Linked DNA regions of Mus musculus: region 1 is linked to region 2. The links are chromatin contacts, called in public Hi-C maps. All regions are on one chromosome and are shown on one strand. Each heading gives the region's core, a stretch centred on a gene start, on an enhancer-like site or on the middle of the called end of the contact. The rest is flanking DNA. Distances are from core to core; before and after follow the strand shown.

Region 1 (7,234 bases), core at 4,281-6,780, 51 kb before region 2:
GAACCTGACAGAAACTATCCTTGCATAGCGGTTTCTCTGGGTTTCCATGGCAGTAAAGTCTCTTCTGTTTTTTTTTTTTTTTTTTTTTTTTTTTTTTTTTTTTCCCTGTCTCTTCTGGGTCTTTATGATCTTTTGATGTTGGGTTTCTCAGGATTGAGTCCCAGGCCCTCCTCTCAAAGTGCGCTCATAGAAACTCTTAGCAGTTATGAGGGGACACGCAGACAGAGGGAAGAGCATAAGAACAAACTCCAAGGTGACAGATCACTGGCATGATTTTTCAACCCTTGATGGTAGCACTTTAAAAACTAATTTTATACCATTATTTCTACAATTATGATAGGTGGTATCTTCTCTCAGCCTTTTATGATGTCTCATTCATTTAAGGTTCAATGTGCACATGTTGCTATTTTAGCTAAATAGAATGTGAGGCTTCTCCTCACATTTCGCCTAAGGGTAAATTAATTTTTAAAAAAATCTTAAATTTCACTTTCCTACTTATACGTGTACTGTGTATGTGAAAAAAAAATACTGCTTCAAGGAAAACAATTGCTTAATAAATGAATGAGAAAGCCCTGTTGGTCTTGTAGCAGACACGTCATTTCCTGTCAATTCAAATTTAAGTTCCTTTTTCCCAGAATGCACTTCCCCAGACTCTGATGCTGACTTTTGGGGGGTTGGGGGGGGGGTTGCTGTTTTCCACCATAATCTTTCTACCGCTGTGAAGTTTCCAGAGTTACAGCAGCTGCAGGAAGCAGGTGTGTAGAGTTGTAGCACGTCCACACCACAGGGCAGGGGTGGGGCATCTCTTCCTGTGAGCCCATAAAAGCAGTAGTGGGGAGTTCCGTGAAAAGTCAGCGCTGATGCTGATGACGTCACTGCTCGGGCCCTCTGCTGCCCTCTGCAGGACAGGAACTCTCAGGACTAAGAAGGGTTGGGATGCGTGCTGTTTCCTTGAAGGAACAATCAAGAGAGGGACCCGAGGGGACATATACCCCTATAATTGAGCCTCAATATAAACCATGCTGTTTGCCCATCGTGAAATCTGTAGGCTGGTAAGCAAAACGAAAGCCCTCTAAAAAGTGATGCTAAAAACCGTGGTTAAGAGACTCAGAGAAACCTGGTTCAATTCTCGAAACAGTAACATTCGCCTGGGTCAGCTTACTTGTCACTAAAGGACTCAGAGTCAAAGCCACACTAGGGTAGTTCTGAGGACTGAATTCACGGAAATACACAAAGATCTTAAACAGTGACAGCGTCTCTAAAACAGACAGCAAGCATTCATTCGCTGTGCATCCCGAGAGCCTATCAGACGCCGAGCTTGCACTTGAACCCAAGACGTCAGATTTACGTCTTTTTGCCAGCCAGACCACCACTCGGCAGCTCATGGCTGGAACTTGCTAACATGTTCGCCCTGCAGGCACAGTGTGGCCTCTCCAGAGCCCTCTTTCTCGTTTCCATGGCTACCTTTCCTCTTCTCTGTGTTATCAAAAGCCCTGACTGCAGAGGCAGGTTTATTTATAGCTGAAAAATTAGTGTTATTCGGCTCGATCTTCTCTGCAGCCGTCACCCCATTACTTTAAGAGCATCCACACTTACAGGCGGCTCTGTTTTCGCTTCCTCGGTGGCCTGGAATCATTCGTTAGTGGCTCAAAACAGTGTTTGAGGAATGTCGGTGAAGAGAGAAGCTCGATCCAGCATTCATCGGCGTCTCCCCTGAATTCCAGTTCCCATGGGCCAGCACAGCTGTACTTGGACATCCCACTTTAGCTATGGCCGAAATCTAACTCACCCGAGCCTCAGTCTTTTCCTGCCCTGTGTTTTCCTGAACCAAGTCAGCATTTTCCAGCCTCCAGGCCAGAACCTGGGAGTTGTCTGAGTTCCATCCCCACCTTATGACCACACCCTCATCAACCTGTCTCCAGACAACCTCCGTCCCATCTCCTCAAGTCCTCTGATGAGGACATCGTGTCCCGGGCTGTGGGGCATCACTGTGGAACCGACAGTTTTTCTGCGTCTCTCTCCTCTGTGCCCTCCCTCACACCCTCACTGCATAGATTGTTGTTGTTGTCGTCGTTGTTGTTGTTAGCACATTTATTTGTTACTCTTCCCGTTGCTGTGACAAAGTACTTGAGTACTGAAAGGACTTGAGAAGACTTTACTTCGGTTCATGGTTTCAGAGAGTAAAGTCTAGCATTGCTCTGTGGCTGTGTGTGTGTGTGTGTGTGTGCTTGTGTGTGTGTAGGCACTTTTTTTTTTTTTTTTTTTTTTTTTTTTTTGGTTTTTCGAGACAGGGTTTCTCTGTGTAGCCCTGGCTGTCCTGGAACTCACTCTGTAGACCAGGCTGGTCTACAGGCTGACCTCGAACTCAGAAATCCACCTGCCTCTGCCTCCCAAGTGCTGGGATTAAAGGCATGTGCCACCACGCCCGGCTGGCACTTTTAATATGGTACCTAGAGCAGGAAGTAGACTGAGACAGGAAGGAACCAGATGTCATATACCAGCAAAAAGCCTGCCTTCCAAAGGTGCCCCAACCTCTCAAATATCATCACCAGCTGGAGAGCAGGTATTTAAGCCCGTGAGTCAGTGGGGGACACTTCAGATCAGAGAGCAATGCTCAACCTTCCTAATGCTGCCACCCTTCCATACGGTTCCTCGGGTTGTGGTGACCTGAAACCATAAAATAATTTCAAAACTTTACTTTTGCTATTTCTATGAGTCCATAATGTAGCAAGATTAGATTTGAGGTCACACTAATCCCCGTGAAAGGGTCCTTTGACACCCCCAGACGGTCGAAACCCACAGGTTGAGGACTGCCATAAAGGTGCATATTAGCTATACAGGATATAGGGTTTCCTTATGACAGACAATTTTGTACATGCGTGGAACATTTTTGACCCTACCTACCCCACCTACCCCTGTTGTCTTCTGCTCCCCCCGCCCCAGGTCTCTTCTCTCTTTCTCTAGTATTACCCTCTATTTTCATGCTGTCTTTTTTATCCCTTATTATTTTAAATCTATTTTTTGTGTACAATGCATTTTGATCATATTTACCAAATCTCTCCCAACTCCTCCCAGATTCAAGCCTCTCTCTTCCCTATTCACCCAACTTTAGTTGGTTTTGTTGTTGTTGTTGATGATGATAATTTATTTTTGTTTTTGTTTTCCATCTAGCCCAATCTGCCCTACACATATACCCTGAGATATAAGGTCATCCACTGAGACATGGTGGACCAACCAGGGGTCACACCCTCAAAGAAAACTGACTCTCTCTCTCTCTCTCAGCAGCTATAGATTGCCAGGGATGGGGCTGGGTCCACCTCTGCACTCCGCCGTGCTTGGATTTTGTCTGGCTTGAGCTTGTGCAGATCTGGTGCAGGCTCCCACAAACTGTTCAAGTGTAAAACTGTTGTTGTATGTAGAAAAGAAAGTGTCTTTTGATTTGACATGTGTACTGTACCTGACGCTCCACCTGGTTCTTTCTCTGTTCCTGCACGACGCGTGAGGTAAGGCCTCTACTTTAAAACACAACACAGGAAGCCCTGTTTTTCCCTTTGTCTTCTCTCAGGGATTTACTTCCTGCCACCCAACATAGATTTTCTAATAAGAGGGGCCTGCTGCCCTCTTCCATGCTTCCATGTTGTACAGACTGTCCCTTAGCCAAAAACATTTCCCCTTTCTTTGCCCAACGAGCAAGGCCTTTCTCTTTCAGGGCTCATTTTGAAAGTCATGTAATTAAGGATGCCTTTTCCCCAATCTCCCCCTTGTCTCAAGGACGTTCTTGAAGTTACTGGTATATCAACCTAGCATTCCTACCTCTTCTTCAATCCCAGTGTTGCGTGATTTCTCTCCCCAAACCCATGCTGACCCATTTCACATATTGTCTTCACAGCTCCATGCCAGAAATATAAGAGGTAACCAATAAACACTCATGAAATACAGGACAGTCTTGGCCAGAGTCTGGACTTTCAGAGTGCCAACAGAGAGAGCCTCTCCCACAACACACCTCCTCAGGCAGTCTTGCTTGGCCTCCCGTGAACAGGAGTGCTGCCTTGTGTCCACCTTGGGGGACATAGTAGCTGCACTTTGGGACTTAGGCTATATTGCATGTGTGTCTGGGGAGGACCTGGTTCCCTAAAGGGCAGCCTTGAGAGGCCAGGTGTACAAAGGAGTAAAGGCTCTGCTAGAGACACCAGGTACTTGTTCCCACCAGCATCACACGCAGCTTGTCAGAGCAGATCCCTGCTTGGCCTCGGAGCTGGCAGGTTCCAGGCAGAATGGAAGAAGCTAAACAGATGTGGGCTCCACCCTAGATCCAAATCCAGAAAAACAGCCAAGTCAATATATGCACAAGACTGTAAGCTCCTGGGCAGAAGATTCCAGGTTTACCTACCTCAAACTGCAACACCACAGGAATCAAGGATTGTGGTGACCCTTTTTAAATAAGAATAAATGTTTGGCCAAGGAGAGGTGGCTAGAGACGTTTACAGTGTGAACAGACACTAGGAAGTCAGTTCTGTAAGAATTTAAAGACTAACCCAAACTTAGTGGCAGAGGCCTGTAACCCCAGTATTTGAGAGGCTGAGGCAGGGGGATCGTGAGTTTTAGACCAGCCTGGGCTGCATGGCAAGAGCCTGCCTATACAAACAACAACAAAACTCTCGCTACTCAATCTGTACTGAACACATTTATTGAAAGCAGAGCACAGGGCTCATAAGAGAATATTTGCTTTATCAGTGCGTTTGTGGACTGTCTGGAAAAAAAAAAGGCACACTTGTAAGCTAAGCTGTGGTAAACGAGTTAAGTATTGCCGAGGGAGTAGACCACAGGGGAATGGGGTTGATTTATCTTCCCGATGAGAGGTTAGGAAAAGAGGGAGTCCATGGAGCCCCAGGCTGGGATGTCACAGGAGGCAGAGATCACGAGTCTCTAGAGATTCAAGGGCATGTGTCAGTATCTGTTGGGTCCTAGAGAGACCTCATGGCAGAGGCCACCATACTGCCAGACAAGAAGCCAGAGAGAGAATTAGACTTTCACCACAAACCACTGAAAAGTCCCTGAATCCCCTCCAAGTGAATTACCCCTAACAAACCACTGACCATCTCCGGGCCACTGCACTACTCTCAAATGTTCTATGTCATCCTTTACTGGCCCACTAGGGGGCGTAGCTTCCAGCATAAACCTTTAAGGGAACACTCAAACCACATTCAAACTGAAGCAGGCTGCATTTGTCACTCAAGACCGTGAGACATGGAGATGTAGCTCAGTCATACAGTGTTTGCCTACCATACGGAAGCCCCCATCACTGACAAAAAAACAAGAAGAGTAGTGGATAAGCACAAACCTATGTAGGGTCAGCCTATGTACGATAAGCCCAGAGTACAAAGATGAAAACGTGCCTGTCCTGAAGAATTACCTCATAAGAAAAGGCCGAGTAAATACTAGTCCTTCTATTTGTCTGATTTGCCGTAACAAAATACTTAGGGCTGGATACGTTGTAAAGAAAGGAAGGTTATATAGCTCACAGTTCCAGTATCTTAGGCAGCTGCATCTCCTGAGAGCCTTTGTGTTGTGTCATAACATGGCAGGTGACATCACACAGTGAGAGAAAGAGAAAGAATATGAATCATGGGTGCGTAAGGAAGCAATAAAGTGAACCAAGACCAGCACCACCCCCCATTTCCCCCACCCCCTCCCCATCGCCCCACCCCCACTCCCAATCCCCCAGCTACATAGAGTTCCAGGCCATCTTGGACCATGTGAGATTCTGCCACAAGAGGGCCGAGCTCTGACACTATTTTTTTCAGAAACTCGCCTTTTCTTGCTGAAAATATAGTAGTCAATGTCAACAGAATACACTTCCTGGGCTGAGTAACGCCTTCTGTGGGCGCTTGGGGGAAGAACAAGGGCCCTGGAAACAATAAGGTTCTTGGCTCCGCCCCCTTCAGAGTCCACAGTGAGGGCCAAGGCTTTTATTGCCCTGGTTCCAGTTTTCAGTGTTTCCTCTCGATTAAAAGCCCCCTGGCTGCCCAGGATTGCCTGTAATGACAGTAAACGACTACAGAGACTGTGAAGCAATCTTTTCACATCTTAAGATGCAATCTGTCTGGCACAGCCCCTGGCGGCCTGAGTTCACGGCAAAGCTATTGTGGTGTGCGTGGGGGCATTGGCTTTGGCTCCCCCCCCCCCCTCGGTTTCCCACACCCTCTGAAATGACTGAGATTTCTGTCAGATTTCTCGCCTATGACAATCCTCATTAACTCAGTCATTTATTAGTAATAAATTAAAAAAAAATCGTTGGCAACTGTCTGCCCCTAGGGTCACAGTAACTCAAGTCCCCATGACCAAAACTGGGTGGCAAAGCTTGTTTCTCCTTAGCGGGTCTGCATTCATCCAGTGCAGTTTCTCGAAGACACGCACACACGCTGTAGCAACAATGGCAGTGACCATGAGTTCCCAAGCCCGTTGCCTAGAAACCACTCCTTGTTTCTGAAACTAATTTAAACATGAGAATTCAGCTTGTGACTCAGGCCAGCCATGCATGGCATGGTTTTCTCTCTCTCTCTCTCTCCTTTCTTCTTTCACATCACAAAATAATACATGCTTATTCCAGAAAAAAAAAAAAGAAAAATATGAAAACAAACGATCTAGAGGCACAAAAAGTCTCCTATAATCTCATTATCAGAGACAACCACTGTTGTCTCTTGGGGATATTTTCTCTTTATTTTTACTTTTCTTGGTTTTTTTTAGTGGTTTGCCTGTGTGCATGTATGTGAACCATATGTGTTCCTGGTGCCCTCAGAGGCCAAAAGAGGATGTTGGGCCCCTTGAAGTTATAGGCAGATGTGAGCCATCATGTGGGTGCTGAAAACCAAACCCCAATATTCTGCAAGAGCAGCTGGTGCTCTGAACTGCTGAGCCATCTCTCCTCCCTTTGGGGTATTTTCTTTTACGTCTCTCTTTATTATGCGCATGGTAGAGGCAGGGAGAGACTGAACATAGCTGACATTTGACAGTGAGACAACCTGTCTGTGGAGTCTCGTTTCTCCTTCCACCTTTATCCAGAACCTCTGTGCCATCTCTCCGGCCTGGAAATATTTTCTTCCTCCAAATTCTGAACATTGTTAAGAATAATTCTGGCATTTACATCAAGATTAATACTGAATTTACCTGTCTGACAAAATTTTCCAACTGTTTACTAAAATCTGCATCATATAGCAAGCTTATCTATCTATCT
Region 2 (7,101 bases), core at 4,084-6,583:
CCCCATTCCCCACTTAGGATCTTTCCGCTTTTCCCCTTAGATAGCTATCACAGGATAGTTTTTTACAACTTAGTAATATACACTATAATCACTTCTCAAAGGGTCCCTTTTTCTTCCTGTGACATCTGACTAGCAGGCCAAAAATTAGAGCCTCAAAGTTCCTGCCAATTTAGAACAAAGGTCACATTACTTAATTCCCACCTCTCTCCCTCTCCCTCACCCTCCCCCCCCCCCCAGCACCTGCTGTCAGGCTACAGGTGTCAATCACCTAAGCCAGCAGCTTTAACCCTCAGAAAGAGCAAGGCCGTTTTTAGGACTTTTTAGAAGTTATCATCAGCCTTTCGGTACACTTAGAGAGCTAGAACATCGGGAGACCCTCAGACTTTAAAGCCCCGCCAGAGTCCTACTCTGTGCCCCGCTACTATCCTTTCAAAGCCCCGGAGGCTCCCAGCAGTCAGTGTGCTTTTCAACAGCATCCACCTGCCACTATTGGTCCCTCACCACCACAGTTTGACCAGATGATCACAGAACCACTGGAAAACCTAAACTTTTGTCCTGTGAGTAGGGGTAGCCTTTTTTTTTCTTTTCTTTTGAGATTATGACATAATAACTTCTCTTTCCTCCCTTTCCTCTCTCCAACCGCTCCCATGTGCCCTTTCCTCCTATCCTTCAATGTCATGGTGTCTTTTTTTTTTTCTTTCATTAATTGTTATTGCATACATACAACAAATTCCTAAATATACCCTGCTCGCTGTATAATAACACTTGCATGTAGGGCCAAGCTTCCTCACCGTAGGTAGACTGCTCCAGGTCAGGTCTCAGTACAGGCCATTCACAAGCTCTCCTTACCCCACCCCAACTTGAAAACAACCAGGGAGAATCAAAGAAGGCAGCATCAAAGCAGAGACAATCCGAAACCCTGTGTTGTGGTAGGATGGGGGTTTTCTTTGCCCCAGGCCCCCTCCTTTCCTTCCTCCCCAGTCCTCCTCCCAACCCTTCCTGGGAGGAAGTCTGGCAAGATGGAGTCAGGTATGCTAAGCCTAGCAGCTACAGTTTGACCTCGAGAAACCAATGAAACTTAGGTGAGTTTGAAGGGAAGGGCTTGAGTCTCCTCTGAGGACCAAAGGACTGACACGGATTTCTTTGCAGCTGGAGCTTCATCCCATTGGATTGGAGAAAGTGAAAGCAGTACGAGGTTCCTGTCCCCACTCATAGGTGGGGACAAGAAAGATAAAGGAGCAAAGAACCTTCAAGAAACTTAGAGGTCATTTGATCAAGGGATTTGTCAAACTAATTGTTCTCTTTCTGGGCCCAGATATCCCCCTCAGGTTCTTCCAGTTTATACAATTATGGAGCTAGAGGGCCAGTAAGATGTCTCAGTGGGTGCAGGCCAGGCTGCTCAGAACATTAAACCCTCATGAGAAGATGTATCTATGCTCACAGAAGGACTAAGGAACTAGAACGGTTTGCCTAAAGTACCCAGAAAATAAAGATAACGTTAACTTGGGTCCTAAATTTTAAATAATTTTCTTCCTTTGCATTTTTCACGTTTGTCGGACACACGTATGATCTGTACCTAACTTACCTAGTAAGTGCTCTCAAGTCAATGGAGGCAAGCTAGTGGAACAAGACGGGCCAGAGTGGGTGATGGTAGACAAAAAATAAAGGTATTTTTTGTTGTACTAGAGATTGAGAAGTCCAAGATTTAGTGATCACTGATTCACACTTTTACCCTCTTGTGGGTAATCAAACCCAGAGCCTCATTTGTGCTAGGTAAACACTCTACCGCACGGCACCATGCTAGCTCCTGGGTGTCACGGTGAACAATTCTTCTTATTGATAGGAACTCTAACCCTGTTCACCTCCTAGAAGCCCCTTCCAGTACAATGGCCCCATCGTGATCTAAAACACGAGATGCGGTGGGGGCAGGTACCACAAAAGCACAGAGGCTACTTCCTCAGCAGATGAGTTGTCGATCCAATCAAGGAGCAAATTCCCATTCTAAGAGTAAAGCCAAGGTTAGGACAGGAGACCTCACGTCCCAGTTTGCTTCCTGTTGCTATGCTAAAACACAAAGTGAGGGAAGAAGACATTTACTTCAGCTTACACCATTGAGGGAAGTCAGAGCAACAGCGACAGGCAGGAACCAGAGGCAGGAACTGAAACAGAGACCTCGAAGAGTGCTGCTTACTGTTAGATTCACATTTAGTGACCTTTCTTAAATCTCCCAGGATTGCCTGCCCAGGGGTAGCACCACCCACACTGGATAGGACTCTTGCATATCAATCAACAATCAAGAAACTGCCCTGCAGACCGGCATGCCCACAAGCCAATGAGACAGAAGCAGTGCTTCAGCTGAGGGTCCCGTCTCCCAGCTTACTCGAGTTAGCACACCTTGTTTCTGGTCAATAATTATGAGTCCCACCTGGCCAAGCCGTGTCACCTCACCCCACTCCCAGAGCATCTTTAGTGTGCTGGCAGAGGGTGGAGGAGGGGAATTGGGGTCGAGAGAAATAAGCATAAAGTCTGCTTCTGTGAGCATGAGTTACAGCGCATGGATGAGTCATTCAAGCTTCCTGAGCCCTAGCTCAAAGTGCCTGCCTGCAAAGTGACCCAGTAAGACTAGCTGCAGGGCTGCGCTGAGGTCATGGAAGACCGTGCACCCAGTCCTAGGTGCTGGCCGATCCTGCCGTCCTTAAGATAAGACCTGGAAAAGCACTTCAGAGGCATCTACGAGCATCCCAGGAGTCGTTGGGGAAAGACAATGATTACAGGGAGAGAAACAGGCTTCTGGCCAAGGAGATGGCTAACAACTTGAGATTGGATCTCTTGGACCCACATAATAAAGTCAGATGCTGTTTTAGGCAGGGTTCCTATTGCGGAGACAAAACACCACGACCAAAAGCAAGTTGGGGAGGACAGGGGTCTCATCCAGCCGACACGCCCACACTGCTGTTCATCGCCAGAGGAAGTCAGGACAGGAACTCAAGCAGGGCAGGACCCTGGAGGTAGGAGTTGATGCAGAAGCCATGGAGGGGTGCTGCTTAATGGCTTGCTTTCCATGTCTTGCTCAGCCTGCTTTCTTAGATGACCCAGGACCACCAGCCCAGGGATGTCCCCAACCACAAATGGATCACAAACTGAGAAGATGCCTTACAGCTGGGTCTCATTAGATTCAGCTGTAATAGAGGTTATTTCCTCAACCAAGGCTCTCTCCCCTCTGATGACTCTAGCTTGTGTCAAGTTAACACAAAACCAGCCAGTACGGATGCAATAGAGTGTGTTTGTAGTCCTGGGGCTCCTACAGCAAGACCAGAGACAGGGCAGGAGAATCTCTGGAAGCCCAAGGGCCTGCTAGTTTGTAGTATTCTAAAAGATCCTGCCTCAAGCATGGTAGAAAGCAAAAAGGACTCCCAAACCTTGTGTGCTGACCTTTCCACGGGTAACACTTAGGCAGAAACGAAGCAAGCAGGTGCTGCGGCAGACCGCACACCCGCGGAGAGATTTGGTGCTGCTTCTAGGAATTTGGCCTTTGCTACTAGTCTCGGACAAGGAAGTAGGTCCAGATAAGAATATCAGAGACCACTAGCGCGGGGCTGGACTGTTTTAAGTAATTATTACCTTGTGTGATCCTTTTGCTCACTACTTTACTATCTTTTGTTTTGTTTTTTGAGACAGGGTTTCTCTGTGTAGCCCTGGCTGTCCTGGAACTCACTCTGTAGACCAGGCTGGCCTCGAACTCAGAAATCCACCTGCCTCTGCCTCCCGAGTGCTGGGATTAAAGGCGTGCACCAACACACCCGGCTACTTAATTACTATCTTGTGTGATCTCCTTGTTTACTACTTTGCTTGATTTCTTTGTCTTTGATCTAAAAACTGACCTTTTTTTTGGGGGGGGTGTACCTAAAATGACATAAAAGCAGGCTGGAGAAAAATAAGCCTTCCTCTGCCTCAGCACTGACTGGAGTCATGTTATAAGGTTGTCTAATTGTTTTTCTTCTTTTTTCAATCCTCACTCCTCCCTTGAGACCCCCCCTTCTCTCTCTCTCTCTCTCCCTCTCTCTCTCTCTCTCTCTCTCTCTCTCTCTCTCTCACACACACACACACACACACACACACACACACCACAGAGGCCAGCATCTACCGTTTCAGATGGCTAAGATGGGTACCCGGTTGTGGATAGGGATGATGAGAGGAAGAGGAGATAAAAACAGGGGCGTGGGACAAGATGGAATTGAGACATAAGTACACGACACATGTACAGCGATTAATTCAAGGCTCTCCTCAGGAAATTCCCAAGATGACAGGCCCAGCTGCCCTGAAGTTAATGCCAGTGATGCACTTGAATTAACTCCAGTCTGTTTCAGTCCATGTGAAAGTTCTAGACCTCACCATATGCCTGTCTATCACAGCCCTGCCACAAGGGTGAACGAGTCCAGCTGCTTCAAGGGGTGGGCTCTGGAGGGTGTGGCCTCGCTGCTTCTCAGCATCACTCTGTGGTCTTGGCTCTGAGCCCTATCTCCTCCATCCTGAGTTCTAGTCATTTCCTTCCTTTTGTTCAGAATCCGTTAGAAACGACCGGCTGGCAGGAGCTCTAGGCTGTGTTCTGCTTCTGCGAACTGTGCTACTGTAGGCTGTTTGCTAACCCCCACTGCAGACAGCCCCAGTCAGGGCTTCCTCACAGGTGGGCAGACCGCAGCAGACCCCAGGAAAATCCTTCCCTCCTGTGAAAGGCTCTGCAGCATCGAACACTAATTAATGTAACACCTGTGCATCCTTCTCCAGCAGGCTTTCTCTTCCAGAGGGGCTGTTTATTTCAAAATGGCAACACAGGTACGTCTGGTCACTCACCTCCTCTTCAGTTAGGCCTGTTTGCACAACCCAGACACCAAGGGAAGGCTCTCTCCCTTCTCCCAGTTTGTTCTATTCTTTGCACAGATCGCTCTCCTCCCTTGATCTTACTTCTTCATACAAATACTGTCTGCCCACCCATTCCTAACTAGAGGTGAATACCACAAAATCAGGAACGTTGGCTATTTGCATAGTCTGGGGCTAAGAAGGCCACCATGAAATGGAGATAGATAATGATAGGCACATGATATGGTAAGCCCCTCAGGGTCTTTGTCTGTTCATAGAGCACAGGAGTCAACCTCTCAAGTTGGTTGGGAGACTGAGAGGGTCCAGGCTTGCCAGCTCGTGAGTCTGTGATCTGCCAAAGACTTGGTGTCCTCACCCACAAAAGACATGATAATCAGATGTCACACATGCTGTTTCTTGGGCATTTACTGGGCACCAGGCTTAGTAAGGCCTTGCTGTCTTAGCTGATAGCGCTCACAAGTCTATGATTTCATTTTACCTGCTCCACGCTATGAGGAACACGACACACAAAGAGGTTAGTCCACTCACACGAGGCTGGGGAGCTCAGGGGTGGCAGAGCCGGGCTTCAGATATGGGAATTTGACCTTAGACTCCAACTTCTCAATAATATTTTAAGTTATTAATTATACCATACTTTTAAAAGCAGATAAAGAGGCTGGAGAGATAGTTCACTGGCTAAGAGCATTGACTGCTCTTCTAGAGGTCCTGTGTTCAATTCCCATTAACTATGGTGGTTCACAACCATCTGTAATCTGATGCCCTTCTGGTGTGTCTGAAGACAGTGACAGTGTGTGTGTGTGTGTGTGTGTGTGTGTGTATGCAGAAAAAATGTGTAAGAATTTTTGAAGGCTAGATAATAAAAGAAAAATCCCAACAAACACTCAGTTACTGATTTTCCAAATTTAAGAAGGTGTCCAATATATGTCACACCTCTGGTGGCCTTGTACATTCATACTCCGTGGTCTCATAAAAAAGAGGTAACCACTTACTTGAGTTCTATTCTATTCTTTAAAATGCCTTTAACCCTAAATGTTAAGTTTTGCTCACATTTGAATGTCATAGAAATGGAATAAGTCTACGTTATTTTTTATTCACATTTTTCTCCCTCACATTTGTCTACACTCATTCATGTTGCAATATGCAGCTATAGATCATTCCTTTCCTGTGCTTCCTTGTGGTCTATGTGTGAGTTCCCCAAAACTTAATTGGCCTTCGTCTGATCGTGACATTGTCTTGTCTCCAGCTTCGCCATTACCTGCCATGCTACCAAGCGCTCTTACTTGTGTCTTCCTGGAAATCTATGTAAGCTTATCTCTGGGCCTGGATTTGGGGACAAGGGTTCACCAGTATAAGATACCCTGATGTCCTAAGCAAAGACAGAAGCTATACCAATCACACTCCATCGGCAGCATGCAGGCCCTCCCACTGCTTCACGCCCCCACCGATGCTTGGCATTATCATACCTTTAAATTCTTTTGCTGATATGGTGGTTTGAAAAAGGTATGTCATGGATGGGTTTTGCAACAGGTCTATGATGAGTAGGTATATGATTAGCATATTTTCTCTTGTTCATTGGCTAAATGTAGTTTCTCAACTAAGAAATAGCCTTTTATTTCTTTAGACAGGGTCTGAATATATTCCCCAGTCTCAGCTCAGACTTTTGATCCTCCTGCCTCAGCACAGGATCCTAGATAAGCACGGTGGTGTTGAGGTCAAATATCTCTCTTTAAGTTGAAATGCTTCTCTGCTTGGCTGCTAGTCCCTCTTGATGCACCATGCAGACTGACAGTTTCTTCAGCATTGACTGTGTCATGGAAAACTCATCTTGTGTAACATTTCTCCCCCAGAGCCATCGTACTAGTTAATCAAGTCCTCCTTTCTAGTCATGGCAGATGGATGAGGTGTGTGGTTTTGTTTTGGATTTTGTGGCTCAGGGAAGGGCAGTTAGTTACCCACACCGCCTACCCTCACCTACCAGTGGGGATTTGAACAGCAAACACCAGAACATACAGATAAGTTACTATTTAGTGTGCATGTCATCCAGAGTCCAGCAAGAAGTCAAATTCATCCTGTGTGGTTCAACGAAAAGATGTGAATGAAAACAATGCTTGAGAGACCTCCATAAACAGACCCCACTGGGGTGCTGACCTCAGCCTTCTTTAGGGCTGAAGACCAGGAGAGGAAATGCCATCTCAGAGACCAGAGGAAGCTACAGCTGGAGCC

Evidence for each region. A called contact is a pair of places that touch in the nucleus more often than the background predicts.
Region 1: a contact with region 2 is called in a Hi-C map of the G1E-ER4 cell line, with 2.8 times the contacts expected there. The contact joins the promoter of 4930480C01Rik here to the enhancer-like site in region 2. A contact is called at or near these places in 2 of 15 datasets of contacts at CTCF or cohesin (large pre-B cells and thymocytes), 10 of 484 Hi-C or Micro-C datasets (CD4 T cells, CD4 single positive thymocytes, CD8 T cells and 4 more), 3 of 115 datasets of contacts at active chromatin or transcription factors (CD8 T cells, the HPC-7 cell line and embryonic stem cells) and 1 of 9 other capture datasets (embryonic stem cells).

The regions. Positions count from the first base shown.
Region 1 is chr5:65,949,639-65,956,872 of GRCm38.p6, reverse strand. It overlaps 4930480C01Rik (a long non-coding RNA gene), which reads right to left and starts at 5,530. Exons shown (of 2, transcript XR_376988.3): 1 at 5,414-5,530; 2 at 4,666-4,995. It also overlaps a transcript of Chrna9 not described here.
Region 2 is chr5:65,898,498-65,905,598 of GRCm38.p6, reverse strand. No RefSeq gene overlaps it. Among named protein-coding and RNA genes, the nearest start is that of Gm32474, 11 kb to the left of the region's middle. Within about 2 kb of position 5,333, at least 51 of the 459 cell types and tissues checked have an H3K27ac peak or open chromatin away from gene starts, as enhancers often do. A contact at or near this core is called in CD8 T cells, the G1E-ER4 cell line, the HPC-7 cell line and 2 more, where this site is marked.